3 separate regions of the Sus scrofa genome follow, and regions 1 and 3 are each linked to region 2. The links are chromatin contacts, called in public Hi-C and HiChIP or PLAC-seq maps. All regions are on one chromosome and are shown on one strand. Each heading gives the region's core, a stretch centred on a gene start, on an enhancer-like site or on the middle of the called end of the contact. The rest is flanking DNA. Distances are from core to core; before and after follow the strand shown. Region 1 overlaps SEC24D (protein transport protein Sec24D). Region 2 overlaps SEC24D (protein transport protein Sec24D). Region 3 holds the start of SYNPO2 (synaptopodin-2).

Region 1 (4,093 bases), core at 1,320-3,819, 220 kb after region 2:
TACAGATAAACTCCAACCCAGATTCTCATTTCATGTCTGCACAACTTTAACAGTTTCTTAGTTTCTCTATCTTCAGTTTTTTCCTCTCCAGTCCATCCTGCACCAGTAATGTTTTCTCATCACTCCTGGGTTATATCCAAGTGTTTCATCTTTCATTTAAAATTATTTTTCATGTGGTTCTACCTCACTAATCCATTTTTACTTTCAATAACCTGTCACACACACCCTCCCATCCTTGTCAGGTCAAGCTCTGCACCTCTCAAGAACACACTATGCTTTTTCCCACCACTCTTCTGCATATTTACATTATGGGTCTCACATAGCCCAGCTACAGGGCTAACAGATCTGGACAAAGACCTGCACATGGAATAAGAAACAATTTGGGAGGGAAATTCCTGAATCTACTAGTACTAGAAGGAAGATGAGTGTGAAAAGTAGAATAGAGTTTGGGACAAATATGGGAACAGAAAATTGGGGGTAGTCTGGGCAAACAGTTCCTTTCAGAAAGAGCCAAACTTTAAGAGTGGGAATGGACAAGTACTTGGGTGACAGACAGAGATGAAGGATCCAAGACAGACATTCTGAGAAACCTAGGGATTCAGAAAACACCTGGGATATCGACTAACAGGTGGTAGGAGAATCCAGGCATTCAGGTGAAATCCAAAAGCGAGATTTCCATCCTGGGAAGAGGAGGAGGAAGTCACAAAGAGTTAAGGCAAGAGGAAATATAGTTACAGGATTGGTTCTCTAGAACAAAGCAAAAGCTTGTCAAAACTCCAATTATCTGGTTACATCTGACATAAAATATGACATTTTCCCTAGCATGATAAAAAGGAAAGTAAAACACAAAAGAATTGAGTCAGACTCATTTTTCTTTTTACAAAAAAAGCACTACAAACCATTTGCAGGAAATTGGGGCTGCACATTATCCTTGTCACCAGTTGGCTTGTGAATAATCAGGATAATTTTCATTACCTTGCTCTGTTTATGGACTGTATATCTGTATTCCAATGAGTTTTCCACTTCTAATGACTTGTTGAAATGGAAAAATACTCAACCTCTTCTGCAAAGTAATGATTATCAGAATCCAACCACATCTCCCTGCTTCTAGATTTTTTTTTCTTTCAATTTTAAAGAATATTCTTTTACTTTGAAAAATGATGCCAGGGCTTTATGGCTAATCATAGGTACAAATATACCACACTAATTACTCCTGACATTATACACAGATACACACACAAACACACCCACAGCACATCTGTTGAAAAGTGGCTATACTCTTTTTATGGGTAGGACTCTAATCTTTTCCATTTTATCCAACTAAATGTTTTACTCTGTGCAGAGGCCTTGAATTCAATTCCAGTTTTCAGTTACATCCCCTGACACACACATTCACATAGCATTTCAGGTGCCATCACTCTGGCTCAAACCTTTATCATTTTACACCTGGACTAACCTGATAGTCTTCCAGAGGCAATTTTGGGTTAGTCGCTTTCCCTTCTAAATCATTTATACATTGCCTCCCTGCTCGCAGCCATACACCCCCTCTCTTCCCTGCAGCTCAAATAAAAATATATCCGAAGTGTAACTCCAACTTCCTGTCCAGACTTGCCTTCTACTCCTTCCCATACCTCCCTCTCCCATTGATCTAGTGGTTTTCAAATTTCAATTTATAAAACAGAGCAAAGTGGGCTTGCTTTGCTTACAGAGGGAGGGAAGAAAAGACTCTGTCCTGGTGGTAGCCGGTGAGGCACACCTCCACACATCAGTCTATCAACCACTAATCTGAGCCAAACGCCACAGTTTGCAGAAGAGGAAACTGAGCCCAGAAAGGTCAAGTGACTCTCTCATTGTCACATACCCAGTGTGTGGCAGAGCTGATTCTAGATCCCAGGTTACTAAGCACAGTGTTCTTTCCCAGGCTTTCCTATAGCACCAGATGCCTGCTAAACCACAGCTCATTTCTATTCATTGGACCCGCCCAATTCATCTCTGTGCCCAACCCAAGAGCAGTGTACGAGAACTAGGGTTTTCCTATCGCAAAATCTTTCATTATTGAAGGATTTCCACAATTACCCAAAATCACCCAAAATACCAGGAACAAGGTCATAAGCCACAAGGGGACAGCACCACATGCATTTTTAGCTGGTCCGCCTGTTCCAGGAAAAGCTATCTAGTTGAGTAATCAACAGCCCCATAACCGACCTGCTTCATAAGCCCAGCCCATCCTGAGTCTGCTCATCCCTTTGAGGGTGTTCTCCTCCTTTCTCCATCAGCAGTCTGGGAAACCTACCTTAGAGGGTCTTGATGGTGGCCAATTAGAGCAGAGTCCCCACAGAGCTGCCATTAGAGACCTCCACATCGGTTCCCTCCCCCACAAGCCCTCCCTGTGATTAGTGTAATCACCATAATTGCTGGCCTCCTTTTTTGAGAGTCTCGGCCACATGGGAAGAGTGGAATGTCTTCCCTGAACACATTCTTTCCAAACAACAGTGTGTCCTTAGTTGTGGAACATGATGTCATGGGTTCTGATGAGGGGGTTGCCCTAGAGAAGCTGATTGACCCCAAAGGCCTAAGGGAGTCAGTTCAACTCATATCCTACAGCTGTGTCCCTGTGACAACACGCACGCAGTTACTCTATAATTAACAAAAACAAGCTTGTGGCTGTTGCTATTGTATTTTTACTCTATACCTTTTGAGGGAATATTGAGAAATAAAATCTTCCTTTTCCCTCATGATTCTCACATTTGGCACATACTAATTTTTTTTTCCCAGTCAGGAATTAATGCTTGAGTCAGACAGGAGGACTGACTGGAAACCCAGTTTCCATCTCCCCAACTCCCCCAAAATAGTTGGTTATTCTCAAGCTAGACCACTTGAGGGCAGCAAAGCCTTAGGAATGTAGGTTTTGACTGCCTACCAGGCAGCCTAAGCAGGAAATGAGGCAGTGTGGGTTTCACTTACACACTATTGCTACTGGAATTCAGGAAATAAACCACGAACAATGAGAAAACATTCCCTGGCAGTTATCTCACATTTAAGAATGAAGGAGTAAATGTCTAATTTTAAAGGTACCAACATTGTTTTCTTATGTAACATAATTGCTTGGGGCAGGCACAATATGAGAAGATTTAAAACTGGAATGCTATCAAAAAAAGTGGGGTGTGGAACAGTATAAAAACAAAAAAAAAGCTAAACTAAATATATCTCACTATTAACCTGGGAACAAAATCAGAATATGTTTACAGGTGCTTATGCTCCTTTTGGGGGACACATAGTTCTTCACAACTAACAGGTCACTCTTATAACCACTTTTAACCTGAGCAAATGTGCTGCCTTTCTGCCTTTCTTCCGTGTTTTGGCAGTAAATCCAGGATTGGCAAGTGGAGATGAAAGGAGGACACGCAGGAGGAAAGGGAGGGGAAGGAGGAAAGCATTGCACTCTGTCCTTCAAGTACTGCTCTCTGGGGCGATGTCTACAGTGACCCAAATCACAGGGAGGTGCACTGCACTGACTCTTCTCATCTCCCACCCCTTCCCAAAAAGTCATTTGTACATACCTTTTGGTAGTTTTCACAGGATGCTAATAAGCAAATTGCAATTGATTAGCCTACTGTAGTAGCGATGTTTAAGTTCTCTTTCCAAACATCATTGCACAAGCTATCTAAATAACGCAGACCAATTGACTGTCTCCCAGAAACCTGTCTGGAAATTCTGTATTCTTTTTTTTTTTTTTTTTTTTTTTTTTTTAGGGCCACACCCACGGCATATGGAAGTTCCCAGGCTAGGGGGCTAATTGGAGCTGTAGCTGCTGGCCTACACCACAACCACAGCAATTCCAGATCTGAGCTGCATCTGTGGCCTACACCACAGTTCATGGCAACACTGGATTCTTAACCCACTGAGTGAGGCCAGGATCCCCATGGATACTAGTTGGATTCGTTTCTGTTGAGCCACGACGGGAACTCCCTATATTCTTTTCTTTGCCTTTCTTTACTGATTACAGAAAGAACATGACGGTTCTTAAATACCATAATAGATTATTCAAAGAGGCCAAACTCTACTTTCAGCACAATTCTTTTGAGATTGTGAT
Region 2 (3,560 bases), core at 914-3,413:
TTCTCAGATTTTATTACCAGGGATTCAGATCCAGAAATAATACCTTCAGGTTCTCATAGTCCTGCTCAAGGCTCACTTTGCTTAAAAACAACTAGCTTTGCTAATGTACTTAAGTTTTATACTAATGATACATGCATACATTTTAAGAATGCAAACAAGTAACCATTCCCCCAAAGAGCTGTGATTTAAAAAAATAACCATTAGTTAAGAGTTCTTCCTCAACCTGAGGCTGAGCTTGCTCCCTGCCTGGAGAGTGATGCTCCTGTTTCAAGACCCTGACCATTAGACAGAATGGTCTCCTGTTTTAATCTGAAGTCTCCATGGCTTCTAGTTAATTTTATTTTACTACAAAGCCAAATCCTATGGACACCTGCTTCTAACATGACAACCTGTGCTCAGTATGGGGTGTGGCGCAGGGCAGGAGTGCAGCAAACCATTGTGTGAATGGGCACTGATGCCTTCCTGACCTTCTGGCCTCAAGCCTGCAGGGCTCTCAGGCAAAGACATATAATGGTTACTTCACATAAACAGCACATAGGAGTTGAGAATGGAGGATACACCACTGAGGGCTCTAATCTAGTGACTTCTGCCTTTGGAGAAATAGACTTGAATTTTTTTGTGTGCTTGTTTGTCTTTACTAGGGCCTCATCCATGGCATTTGGAAGTTCCCAGGCTAGGGGTCCTGTGGGAGCTGTAGCTGCTGGCGTAGAACACAGTCACGGCAATGCAGAATCCGAGCCAGGTCTGTGACCTACACCACAGGTCACGGCAATGCCAGATTCTTAACTCACTGAGCAAGGCCAGGGATCAAACCCGTGTCCTCATGGATACTAGTCAGGTTTGTTAACCACTGAGCCACGACGGGAACTCTCAGACTTGAATTTCTTTATTTAGACCAACCTGATTGAAGGTATCTGAGTCTACCCACGGATCACTACAAAGGCAAAGATGGGGCTAAATTTCAAATCACCTGGATTAAGGCTCCACTGTCTTCACTGAGTTTGTCATCATGCTTGAACTCTACAGTCACTGCCTTGTCACAATCAATAGCTGCCATCTCTACATCGGTGGTGTTGTTCATAAAAATGCCACCAAAGAAGTCAGTGGCTCTGAAACCTAAGGGTAAAGAAAAAGGGGAATTTTGCTACTCTTTATTTTACTGATATTTTCTTTTTGTTATTATTTTGAAGAGGAAACAATTTTACAACAGAGACCTGAAAAATAGTATAAATGAACAGTACCTGTGCTGGTACGAACCCTCATAATAGCATCAAATCCTATTTTCTTCTCAATGTCATTTCTGAGGTCGTTCAGAAATTGTTGGCTGTCCAAGTGCACCTAAAAAATAAAGTATGATCATACCCACTAGGTGGCAGTAAAACACTTACAATAACAATTCTTTTTTTTTTTAAATTGTGATTAAATCTTACTTTATCCAGAAATCTTAGAAAGGGTTCTTAAAGTCTTTTCAAGGTTATTTCATGTGTAGTCTTTGGTCTTATCAAACCCCTTAGCTAGTTTGCAATATAAATATATAGCTAAGTGATTAAAGATAATTGTTATTTATTAAAATAAAAACAGATGATGATAAACATTTGTCATTTATGTTGGGGGAACACTGGTTCCCACTCCATGTTCCCATGGGGAGATACAAAAATGAGAGGGAACTCCCCTTCCCGTTTCCTCAGGTGAGGGCAGATGATTTAATTGATCTTAAGTTTGGGAAAAGGAACTGAATGGGCATAGCTCAGTCTCTTCATAACAATTTATAAAACAAATACGGTCATTTTTTAAAAATCTCTAAAATATAGATAATATAAAATATAAAATTTTTATATAAAATATACTCCCTCCCCAACGTGGATGCTGACACTGATATTCAGCTCTGAGGCTGAACGAGCTCAATCCCTTGCCAACAGCAGGAAAGCAATTGCTTACCCTTTTCCATTGGCTCTAGAATGTACATTTGTCAGTCTCCCACAAGGGGGCGCAGCTTTCTCAACCAACGACCTAAACACCGCAAGGAATCTGGCCCTGGAAAACCCGAGGCGACCCAATTGCGGGCCTTTACCTGGAAATTGTTGTATTTGTAGAGGGTTCCTCCCGTGAGCTGCGGCACGAGACCCAAAGAGGCCACGTCCACGTACTGACTGGGGAAGAGGAAGAGTGTCACACAGCAGCCGTGAGCCACACAGTCCTTGGCCAGTGAGTCATAGACATTTGTCTGAGGCTGGAAAAGTATCTGAAGACAAAGAGGCACAAAGGGAATAAGAAAATCACATAATGTTTCTGGTTTCTGATTTTCATTTCTGTTGAATTCGTACTGAATTTTTAAAATGAGAACATTTTTTTTTTTTCCAGTTAAGTGCACTGGGTTGAAGAAGCAAACCATGGTAACCACCTTGCAGCAGCCACTGAGGAGCACCCGGTGGGCGCCAGGCAGGTGCCCAGTGAGGTACAGGCATGCACGCATTTTATTGGATCTTCTGACAACTGTATCTAATGAATCCAATGCTGCTCCCTTCACAGACCAAGATGCGGCCACTCGTCTGGTGTCATGGGGGCCGCGGCTGGATGCCCTCCTCAGGATCCATCCTTCCCCCTGACTTGTCCAGGTGGCTACACTGCCAGAGGTTTGAGCAAAGGGTATTTTGAGCCCCAAGCACCGCTACTTCATGGCTCAGGACTACTGTCCTACCACGCAGTCCACTCCTTTCTCTCTCTTGATCTTTCTTCTGCATTTCCCATTTCTTCCGTTTCTGTAGTAGTCTTATCACTCAATCTCTTACACAGATTATATAGGAAAAACGTCTGAGACCATATCTTGATATAGGTATTTTTCAGACATCAGTTTCTCTAGGAATATACAATTTCCTAAATTATTTGTAATTTAAAATCTCCCTACAAAACAGTGCTCTGAATTTATACATTACATGCAGCTTCCCCATTTTTCCTACCCAAAGCACACATTCCCTCTTTCTTTACTCCCTTTTAAGTACTGACACATGAACACTTCAAAGGGCAGCTGTTTACAAATACCTTCTCTTTGTCTGTATTAATCAATTTTTTGTCATCTCTGTTTTTGAGCTTCCCTGGTGCTTCCGCAGTTGGCAGGGAGGAATGGAAGATGAAGAGCTTCCCGGGACAGTCAGCCGCCTAAAAACAAAACAAAATAAAATAAAACTTGTAAATAAGTAAATAAATAAAAGTCTTGGATAGGAAAGCTTAATTTTTAAGGACTCAGAAAAATAAAAGTACTTTCGAGGAGCCAAGCACTGTATACATTTCATTTAATCCTTATAATAACCTTGTGCCTTATATAGATTAGGAAACTGAGGCTCAGAGAGGGTAACTGATTTGCCTAAAGTCACACAAGTTGTAAATACAAGAGCCAATATTTTGATGTAGTATGATGCTTTAAAACCTATTAGTATGATGTGTCAAAGGGAAAATACTTTCTCATTTATCCAATAGTAGTCTTTCAGGACCAGGTGAATCCCTTGATACAAAAGTAAACGATAGGACTCCAGGCTCATGATGCAGTAGAAGCTCTGCTCTGG
Region 3 (4,046 bases), core at 1,370-3,869, 140 kb after region 2:
ACAGCATCTAAGTATGAGTTAATTACCAGCAAAAGGGAGATACTAATAACTACTTAGCATGGCTGCTTTGAAGATAAATATATAAAAAAATAAAATAGTATGTGTCCAGTTCCTGACACAGAATAAATCTTCAGTAAATTATAGCAATATGTCAGTTCCTGTTCCTATATCTGAAAGAACTGTTTGGATGGAGAAGCTGTTCCTTGAGTGCAGCAGTGAGGAGTGTGCTGGCTGCAAGTTAACAATAAACTGGATCTATAGCAGTTTTTAAAAGTATGAGTTATTGTTATTATTATTATCATTACACAATAAGAGGACTGGAAGTGGATAGCTGTTGGCATTAATTCAGTCAGAACTGGAGTATTTGCTTTTATCCTTGGCTTTACCTCATGGTCACAAGATGGCTGCCCCAGTTCCACCTTCCAGCATCATATTTACATTTAAGTCAGGGTCGAAGGGAACCATGTAGAAGAGAAAGGTAATGGCTTAGTCAATTATCCTGCGATGGGGAACCTAGAAGGAGAAGATAGGATTTGGGGGAGAAATAATGAACTTGATTTTGAATATACTGAGCTTTAGGTTTCTGTGAGCTAGTTGCATAGAAAGAAGTTTAATAAGCAGTTGGATATGCTGGCTTGGAGTTAAGGAAAGGGATCTGGAATTGAGGGGTGGAGGTTAAATTCCCTGGGGTAAATGACAGAACCCATAGAAAGGGAGTAAGGTGAGAAGAGGACCAGGACATAGCCCTGGCACAGAACACCAGCATTTAATGGATTAATTGAAGCCAAGAACTGTTTAAGGCAAGAGAGGAATGGTTAGTGAGGCAAGAGGAGAGCCAAGAGCATGTTGTATCCTGGATGCCTCAAGAGAAAACAGTTTAAGGAGAACGTGGTCAATAATATCAAAGGCTACACAAGAGAAAGACAGTAATAAGATACTGAGAACTTTTCCTTTTGTGGGGACAGAAGCTAAATTGGAGTGGGTGAAGACAAGAGACAGGAGAAAGTAGAAAGAATAAATGTAAAAAGTTCTCTTCTTTTGTTTTCAGAGTTTATATTTACGATGTCACTTGTAAAATTCTTTTTTTAAGGAAAGGTTTTTGGTAAAGTCAATTCACCTTTCTGAAGAGAATCAAATTCGGAGAGTCTGGTCCCCATGACCCTCAAAGGATCTCTTCTGGTGCTAACAGTCTCTGATTACGGATCTTTCTTACTCTAGTGATGAGACACAAATAAAATCCCATGACATGTTTGGGTTCTGGAAGCAGGACTGTGTAACTGATCATTGTCTAATGCTTCCCAGTACTAAAACAGGGAAAGTGTCTGTAAGTCACTGGTCTAGTGCCACAAACTAACTTTCCCAGGCTCTTCTTTATTTAGCTTGTTTTTATGTGGATGAATGTCATGGAAAATAAAAGTATTATGGGAAAATAAAAATGTTCCATTTGTACATTTAGTAGGATGTATTCAGATTTAAAACATTAAAATGTTTTGGACCACATATAAAATCAACTTTTATATTGGACCACCCCGACTCAGAACACATGACGGAAGAACTATAAAAGAAATTTGTCCATGACATAGCATGCAGTTGGCTGACCATGAAGATTTAAGAAGTTTTCTTCTTGTTAAGGAAGAAAGAAAATGAAACATTACTTTAATTTTTAATGAAAATTAAAAATATTCCAGGAGTTCCCGTCGTGGCGCAGTGGTTAACTAATCTGACTAGGAACCATGAGGTTGCGTGTTCGATCCCTGCCCTTGCTCAGTGGGTTAACCATCCGGCGTTGCCGTGAGCTGTGGTGTAGGTTGCAGACGCGGCTCGGATCCCGCGTTGCTGTGGCTCTGGCGTAGGCCGGTGGCTACAGCTCCGATTCGACCCCTAGCCTGGGAACCTCCGTATGCCGCGGGAGCGGCCCAAGAAATAGCAAAAAGACAAATAATAATAATAATAATAAATAAAAAATAAAACAAAATATTCCAAATCGTGCAATTAGATATAGTTATAAGAACGCAGTTTCCAGGAGTAAATCCTTCCTCCCTCTTTTTGTTTGTCTCTTCTTTCTTCTGAACTATAAACACACCAGTTCAGAAAAGTACATTTCAGAGTAAAAGGGTTTTTTTTTTCTTTTAAATAAATGTTTTGCTTTCTTTTATTTTCTCTTCTTATGGGATTAGTTCTGCAGGTTGCAAACAGTAAAAGCTAAGAAAATGAATAATTTAATCCATTTTAACTCCCCTTGTCTGTTTCAATCATCAGTGTGGTAATTCTCAAAACATTTATTTGAGAGAATCTAATCCTCTCGTAGTTGAGTTCTCAGAACTCATATTTTAGGATGTCACTCGTGGCCTGCAGCTTAAAACCTTCATGCGTCCTCTACTATTTATAGAAATATTAAATGGAAGTTTTCCCATTATTCTTTCTTTTAAGGGCTGGGATTTAATCAGGAAGAACTAGAGAACTTTTGGTTCCCCCACCCAGCCCCGCATCTTGCTCAAAATGGGGACCTTTTCTTACGTGTGAGGCTCTTTCGGTTCCCTGAAGGTGGGCTGAGCAAAGGAGCGTGACGCAAGAGTGGGTTGCGTCCTCAATGCCTCTAGCGCCTCCACCGCCTTGTCAGTGATCCCATTAGCGGCGCAAACTCGCAGCAGCTGCGACCCGGCCAGCGGCGGCGGCTGCAGCCCAGTCTCTGTGCGCCCCAGTACTGGTCCTGGGCGGGACCCCGGAGCTGAGTGCACAGCCTCAACCGCACGCAGACTTCGTCTGTCCTTTCAAGCTCTTCATGCTACCCAACTAAAAGAAGAAAATGGGCACGGGGGATTTTATCTGCATTTCCATGACCGGCGGGGCGCCCTGGGGGTTCAGATTGCAAGGTGGCAAAGAGCAGCAGCAGCCCTTACAAGTTGCTAAGGTAGGATCACCGGGCTGGGAAGGAAGGAATGAAAGCAACCTGTTGGGTTTTTCTGGCTCTGATTCAGCAGTCTATATTTAAGTTTGATTTTGATGCTGATTGAATTCTTCTAGGATGTGGGTTTGGTTTTTCTTTTCTTTTTTTTCCCAAACGAACAAAAGAAACAAACCAACCTTTGGAGAGTAACATAGGATGTATGTAATAAACCAGTCGTTAATAGGGGGTAAGAAGGGTGCTGTAATTGTCAGATGAAGAAAAGCCTAGTTAATCAGCTTCTATAGCAACCAGCAAGATACTTGGAAAAGTTTCTTCTAGGCAATATTAGAATATACAGTTGAGTTATTGTTTCATGTCACTTTACTTGGCCGGGCAGAGGAGAAATGCCCAGCTCAGCATAACCAATTAGCTTGGCTATTTGGGGACTCTTATAAAGTATTGGTAGTGACATTCATTATACAACATTCATGGGAAGGCTCATTTGGAGCAATAATTTAAAAAACATGATGGAGAGGTCATAAAATCTACTTGAAAGAATACTCTTTTAAGGATTTGGCTAGTAGATAGAAAAATTCAAGTACTTTCTTCCATCATGCGTATTCTTCTGGCTAATATGCTCAAAATAAAATTCAAAGGCACTGGGAATACACTGTAACTTAGAAGTAACCTTGAGATGCATCTAATAATGATTTTAACTATTTTAGATATTTTTACTTCCATTAGCTTGTGTGTTTCTTAGCTTAACATATTTACCAGTTTGCTTGTGGGGATCTGACATTGTCTAATTGTGATTCAGTTAAAACAAGTCTTAAAATGCATGAAAATAAGAAGGCTTTTACTTTCTTTTAATACTAAATTGAAGTACTATATGAAAGAACGTTTGATTAATTTCCTATTTTATACTTACCTTAAAAATGGATCTAGATCTTTATGAAATATATGGACTCCTAACCTTTGTAGTTATTCTTTTCTTTTGGCTTATTCCTTTTTTTTACTGTTCACTGTGAAGACAGGAGTTTCTTTGAAATTTTCTGCACCCAGAAAACCCTTTCATAATGTGATGGTGGAATCCTGCCACCTAGTGAAAATTTCAAACATCAAGCATGAAGCATAAAACAGGAGATGAAAAGCAGAAATT

What was found. Hi-C and Micro-C count contacts between places; a contact is called where the count stands out from the background. HiChIP or PLAC-seq counts read pairs in DNA pulled down with a chosen protein or histone mark.
Region 1: an H3K27ac HiChIP or PLAC-seq map of skeletal muscle shows a contact between it and region 2. The contact joins two enhancer-like sites. A contact is called at or near these places in 16 of 47 Hi-C or Micro-C datasets (adipocytes, alveolar macrophages, embryonic fibroblasts and 10 more) and 1 of 2 datasets of contacts at active chromatin or transcription factors (skeletal muscle).
Region 3: a Hi-C map of skeletal muscle shows a contact between it and region 2, with 5 times the contacts expected there. The contact joins the promoter of SYNPO2 here to the enhancer-like site in region 2. A contact is called at or near these places in 1 of 5 promoter capture datasets (liver), 12 of 47 Hi-C or Micro-C datasets (alveolar macrophages, embryonic fibroblasts, fetal heart ventricle and 7 more) and 1 of 2 datasets of contacts at active chromatin or transcription factors (skeletal muscle).

The regions. Positions count from the first base shown.
Region 1 is chr8:104,759,182-104,763,274 of Sscrofa11.1, reverse strand. All of the region lies in intron 2 of SEC24D (protein transport protein Sec24D), which reads right to left. All of the region lies in intron 1 of SYNPO2 (synaptopodin-2), which reads left to right. Among named protein-coding and RNA genes, the nearest start is that of SYNPO2, 83 kb to the left of the region's middle. Within about 2 kb of position 2,569, at least 31 of the 83 cell types and tissues checked have an H3K27ac peak or open chromatin away from gene starts, as enhancers often do. A contact at or near this core is called in alveolar macrophages, omental adipose tissue, retroperitoneal adipose tissue and 2 more, where this site is marked.
Region 2 is chr8:104,983,059-104,986,618 of Sscrofa11.1, reverse strand. It overlaps SEC24D (protein transport protein Sec24D), which reads right to left. Exons shown (of 26, transcript XM_021100700.1): 17 at 3,040-3,156; 18 at 2,072-2,242; 19 at 1,242-1,338; 20 at 971-1,116. Among named protein-coding and RNA genes, the nearest start is that of METTL14, 69 kb to the left of the region's middle. Within about 2 kb of position 2,163, at least 24 of the 83 cell types and tissues checked have an H3K27ac peak or open chromatin away from gene starts, as enhancers often do. A contact at or near this core is called in alveolar macrophages, omental adipose tissue, retroperitoneal adipose tissue and 2 more, where this site is marked.
Region 3 is chr8:104,842,742-104,846,787 of Sscrofa11.1, reverse strand. It overlaps SYNPO2 (synaptopodin-2), which reads left to right and starts at 2,619. Exons shown (of 5, transcript XM_021100699.1): 1 at 2,619-2,911. The coding sequence starts at 2,807. All of the region lies in intron 3 of SEC24D (protein transport protein Sec24D), which reads right to left.